2 separate regions of the Mus musculus genome follow, and region 1 is linked to region 2. A link is a contact called in public ChIA-PET data. All regions are on one chromosome and are shown on one strand. Each heading gives the region's core, a stretch centred on a gene start, on an enhancer-like site or on the middle of the called end of the contact. The rest is flanking DNA. Distances are from core to core; before and after follow the strand shown.

What was found. ChIA-PET counts read pairs in DNA pulled down with a chosen protein or histone mark.
Region 1: a contact with region 2 is called in an RNA polymerase II ChIA-PET map of memory CD8 T cells, with 46 read pairs. The contact joins two enhancer-like sites. A contact is called at or near these places in 2 of 484 Hi-C or Micro-C datasets (CD4 T cells and Th1 cells) and 1 of 115 datasets of contacts at active chromatin or transcription factors (memory CD8 T cells).

What each region holds. Positions count from the first base shown.
Region 1 is chr10:67,642,483-67,645,182 of GRCm38.p6, reverse strand. No RefSeq gene overlaps it. Among named protein-coding and RNA genes, the nearest start is that of Gm32515, 21 kb to the left of the region's middle. Within about 2 kb of position 1,357, at least 88 of the 459 cell types and tissues checked have an H3K27ac peak or open chromatin away from gene starts, as enhancers often do. A contact at or near this core is called in Th1 cells and memory CD8 T cells, where this site is marked.
Region 2 is chr10:67,187,730-67,190,590 of GRCm38.p6, reverse strand. Jmjd1c (jumonji domain containing 1C) reads right to left here. Exons shown (of 26, transcript NM_207221.3): 3 at 742-855. Among named protein-coding and RNA genes, the nearest start is that of Jmjd1c, 62 kb to the right of the region's middle. Within about 2 kb of position 1,365, at least 62 of the 459 cell types and tissues checked have an H3K27ac peak or open chromatin away from gene starts, as enhancers often do. A contact at or near this core is called in Th1 cells and memory CD8 T cells, where this site is marked.

The sequences.
Region 1 (2,700 bases), core at 108-2,607, 450 kb before region 2:
GTGTGGGTCTGGATGAATCAGTTGAAAATGAGCTCCCATGGGACCTCTCAAAGGTACAGACTTGTCAAATGAAGCACTATGATAGGAAAAAAGTGAGGACAAGCCATGTCGTCCTCAGTTAACCAACAGGGGCACAGATTCCACTCTTGAGTCAGCCTGGGAGCCACCAGCACTTGCTGTCCTGTGAACACTGGCACACCAGTATGTGGTACCCTGGGCTTCCTGCATGCCAGTAGGGAGAGAAGGATAACCCACCTTTTTGCCCTTTCTCTATTTTTTGTTTGTTGGTTTGTTGTTTGTTTTGTTTTGTTGTTTTTTTTAATGTGGGCAGTAGCATTGTCTTAAGGCTCTAGCTATTCGACTGGGTGCCTCTATTGTTTGGAATGTGACCCACAGGGTTAGGGAAGGGCTTCTGCCATGTCCCAAGTTAAGGTGGCAGCCACAGAAATGCAGAAACAAAGCAAATAGTTCTGGGGTTCTCTGATGATGTCCTGACCCCAGCTATCTCTTTTCTCTCTGTGTAAAGAACCCTGGTTACTTGTAGCTACCACTCCTCTTCACAGTCAAACGCTTTGTTAAACTCAGAAATGATAACTCTTTTTCCTTAGCTGGTGGGAGAGGCTGATGCAGAGTCTCATGTTCTGACTTATCTGTGATGGTTGGTTAGTGGCCTGTGGGGGTGGGGAGGGAAAAAGCTTTGGAAAGGTTCCTGTGTAAACAAACAAAGTAACAAGATATACCCAAGAGAAAGCAAGTATCTTTTTCTTCTACTGCAAACAATCCAGGAAGGAAGTGACACCCTGAACTGTCACAGGCTTTTGCTTGCCAGACACTTCCCCCAAGGAGGAGGGGGAGGGGGAGGGGAGAGGGAGGGGAGGGGAGGGGAGGGGGAGGGGAGAGGGAGAGGAGGGGAGGGGGAGGGGGAGGGGAGGGAGAGGGGAGGGGAGGGGAGGGGGAGGGGAGGGAGAGGGGAGGGGAGGGGAGGGGCAGGGGAGGGGAGGGGAGGGGGGAGGGGAGGAAGAGGGGAGGGGGGAGGGGAGGAAGAGGGGAGGGGAAGAGGAGGACAGATACAATGATGGAAAAGATTCTGAAGTCATCAGCATGCTGGCAACCTGGAGCTGTCCCATTAGGGTATTTGTTCGACTGTGCAGGATAATGTATTCCTCTCATTTGTCAGCAAGAGTTTGGTAGAGAAAATACTAGCAGAGTGTCCTGTGGAGGAGGCTGCAACCAGTACTCCATCTGTCGAGTGTGTGGAGAGCCCTTAGCTGTGTCTTCTTCGCCCTTGCCCTGAGCAAGGAGCCTCGAAGTGAAAGCAGCAGTTTCTGGTGACCTAGTTCATGTCTCCGAGAAGTTGCAGAAGTGTCCTCCCAGCAAAACAAGGCAGCTGAACCACGGCAACCAACCGTACAAGCTAAGTTCAGAGATTTGAGCTAAAACTGCTGCCTCATCTGCAAATCATCAAACCCACAAGAAAGGATACAGTTTAGCATTGTTCTGTGAATTTCCTAGCCTTGTTCATTGATCGAATCACAACCAAATGCTCGGTAGCCTCTTGCACATCAGATGCTTTAAGGAGAGCAGCAGAGATACCCCCGTCCACTATGAAGGCCTCCTTACATGACACTTGTGCCTTATAGATGCTGGGGAAGGGGAGTGGTTTGTAATGGGGGTCCCAGCAGCTGTTTCTGAAATCTTAAAATTTTTCACTTAGAGATAATTAGAAGATTCTTAATTAGCAACTCTTCCATCCAGTGGTTTAGACAATGGGGGTTTCCATGTCCACTGCAACACCTTTCTCTTTATCTCACCTTAAGAAAACAATCGATTAAAAATGTTATTGATGAGGATCTTCCACTCACTGGCCTGCTAACCTCAAGACAAGGCGACATCAGCAAAGGTGACACTGCATGGAGTCTCATTTCTCTTAACACCAACTTCCTTTGGGACTAGAGCAATTCCTGGCCTTTGAGATTTGTTTCCTTCTATATGATCTATTTTTCTTAACTATGTGTATGTGGAGGTAGGGATATGCAGGTTCCCTGAGAAGATGCCAGGTGCCCTTGAATCAAGAGTTCCAGATGGTTGAGCCTCTCTGCATATCTGCTGGGCACGGAACTTGGGTCCTCTTAAAGAAAGAGAAGATCTCTCGTCTGCCTAGTCCTTTCTCCATCCCCTTCTCCTGAATCAAATAAAGTTGAGTTAGACCATCATTTCTCAACCTCAGCATTTCCAATATTTTGGACCAGAAAACTCTGTTTGCAGCATCCCTGGCCTCTAGCCAGTAACATTCCTTCATTTTGTTGTGACCAAACATGTTTCCATACTTTGCCAAAAAATCCTACCCAGGGGAGGGGGGGCGGGGGGTAAATCACTCCATCTGAGAACCATTGAATAGGTCAGGACTTATGAATGTCAAGACACATCCAGCAGTTACGTACATGAGAGATGTAAACCATTTAAGGAAGTAAGCAAATTTAAGAATTAAGTATCATCTCCCGTGAACTTTGGCCATACCTCATGTGATTACATATATGTTCATATGTATGCAGGCACTAGCAATGGGAAAACCTCAGCTGTTGGTTCTCAGATACTAGAAGACAGTCTCTCATTGGCCTCGAACTTGCCAAGTTAGATACTCTGGGTTGTCAGTGAACCCCAGGGATCTGCCTGCCACTGCCTCCTCGAGTGCTGGGATTC
Region 2 (2,861 bases), core at 116-2,615:
AACTTAATTTTACTTATCACAGCATCTGCATGTCTCTGTCTATATATTACACATGCCAGGAACCAGCCAGAGCCAGAAGAGGGCATCAGCTCCCCTAGAGCTGGCCTATAGGTAGTTGTGACCTGCCTGCCTCCTGTTGGTGCTTGGAACTCCTCCAGGCCTCTGCAAAAGCCCCAAGAGCACTTAGCTGCTGACACATGTCTCCAGAGCCAGTACCTCCTGCCCCCACAAACACACTTTTCTGCTTTCTGAGACAGTTTTCTTATGTTGGCAAGGCTGGCCCTGAATGAGATCCTCCTACTTCAGCCTCCTACGTCCCAGGATCATAGATATGAATCACCACAAATTGTTTAATAGTTGTGATGAGTTTCTTTACATAATTTAAATCTATTTGTCTACTGGAAAACCTATTTCCCCTCAAGATGCATTTACTTACTCTAATAAATTAGTTAACCTCATAAACAAATAAGTATATGGCAAAACAAAACCAAACCCTCAAATACATTTATAGATAGGTGCAGCCCTGAGCCAAAGATGAACAGAAGTAACCCTGGTGTCTAGACAATTCTCCTCTAACAGGAAGCTGTGTTCACTCCTGTAATCCTAGCTATAGCCAAAGTGTTCCTGTCTCACAACAAAGTCCCAGCACAAATTTATTGCTAAGTAATGCTATAATCAAAATATACTGAATGCCCTGAATATGAATGAAGTTTAATGAACAATTGGTGTGCAGTTCCTTACCTGGTATGGCTGAAAGGCACTATCTTCTGTTAAAAAATCCAGTTGCTTATCTATAAGGAATTCTACTGCAGTGATAGAACTAGGTATACTATTTTCAACCAATGGTTTGAAGGTCTGTCAAAAAAGAGAAAAGTTCTAATGGTTATTTTCTGGTTGTATCCTCAAAGTGTTATACAAAGGGTACATGGCAATATAATGGTTCAATAAGGTCGTCATAATGGTATAACCTAACGTTTTTATTAAAACCATAGAATACTTTTTATTCATTAAAAAATAATTAAACACAACCATAATTAATAAGCTGGAAATTATACTGTATCATGCTATAGACTATTTCTGAAAGACTACCAAGCACACGTGTATGTTTCTGCTTAACCCTGAAAACATGAAAAGAAGTCAACCACATTCACCCCTGTTTACTCCTAACTAGAGATGTTAGTCTAATTTTCATACTGAGATTTTAACTGAGCAGAAAGCATCTGACCTTACCCCACCCCTGCCTTGCTCCCAGAACAACTACAGATGCAGTTACTTCAATGAGAGCAGAGGGCAGCAGGAGAGACCAGTGAGGAAGAGCAGTCCCCACCAGCCCTGTCCTGTCTCTAGCTAGCACTGTCACAAAGCAAGTCTGAGATCACACAGCAGGCAGTGAGGTGGGAAAGTTAGAGGAAGGAAACAAGGGCACAGTGTTTGTTTTCTTAAATGACTATCACCACACTCTCATTCTTAGCAGAGTCAGAGTCAGTCAAAATTAAATGTATTCATGTATCTACTACTGTTTGTTCTAAAAGCTTTAAAATGAAAAGAAAATTCTACCATCTTAAAAAGTGTGGCTTTCCTAAGAAAGAATCAAAATCTGAAAAATGCAATTAAACAACTAGGCTTCTAAACTGCATATATGTGTACCAAAAGAACATTTCCTCATGACAAGGCAACTTGGGTACCATCTGGACACAAAACAACACTGTTGACCAAGACAGTACGTATCTCCCAGATTCCAAAGCTGTTGGTGCTCCTGTCCACCCTGTCTTGTAGCTATTATGTCTTAAAGAAATACAAAATACTCTGGTTATTACACAAAAAAAGTTTCAGTTTGAAGGGGTTCTCAAAGAGCTAATTTTCTACACTTAAGAAATTCTTACCAGGAGTTAAGTGGATTCATTAGGATGTATATTTTAAACATATCTCATTTCTATTCAATTAATATTCCTGAGCAAATAACATTTTCCTTATTTGAAAAAAAATTGAAAAATTACAGTATGTATCTCTAGAACCATCCCCAAAACAAACAAAATCTGTCTCTTCCATTTATTTTTAACATTTATGATAATTGAACCTAGTTAGAATAACTTTCTACTGTGTCCCAGCCTAACCTTTTAAGTACTAGATGTTCAAAATACTTTGTGTGAGAAATTAACTTTCAAAATAGAAAATTCCCACACTAACTGTACATCTATCATTGCCTGCTACCAATATTTTCTATTTCTTGGGCCTAGATTCCTAATATTTCATATAATTCTATCATTTTTTATAAGAGAATGTACTCGCTTAAGAGTTCATGTTATCTGATTATATGAAATATGTTAACATGATAGCTATCAAGTTAGCGTATTTCTACAATGAAAAATTTTCATATTATACTTCTACTTGTTTAGCATTGGTAAATGAGAGAACACTGGCTCCTTCTCAAAAGGACTTTCAATCTTTGGACATTTTCTGTTTCTTGTCCAAACACTTCAGGCCAAAGCATCAAGGATAACCCCCCCCCCCCCAAAAAAAAAGACTGGCTAAAGATAAAATTCAATTTAGCAGGACTGGACACTAGCAACATTAGCCCTAAGTACCTTTTTCTTATGCAAATAATACAGGTGTTTTGCATCTCCTAAGCCCCAGTCATTTTATAATATCAAAAACATTCCTGCGAAGATCTTCTCCAGAGCCCTTTTTGCAAGGTGGGCCGGCTTCAGGGGTAAAATTCACCAACTTAACATAATTTAAATTACTCCAGTTAACTTAGAAAGAGGATTAATTTCTAGATAACACAATTCCTCAAAATTGAAGGTATTTAGTTGACAGTCCTTGGTAAAATCTGGCTAGTAAATGTGTATGACAAATAGAAA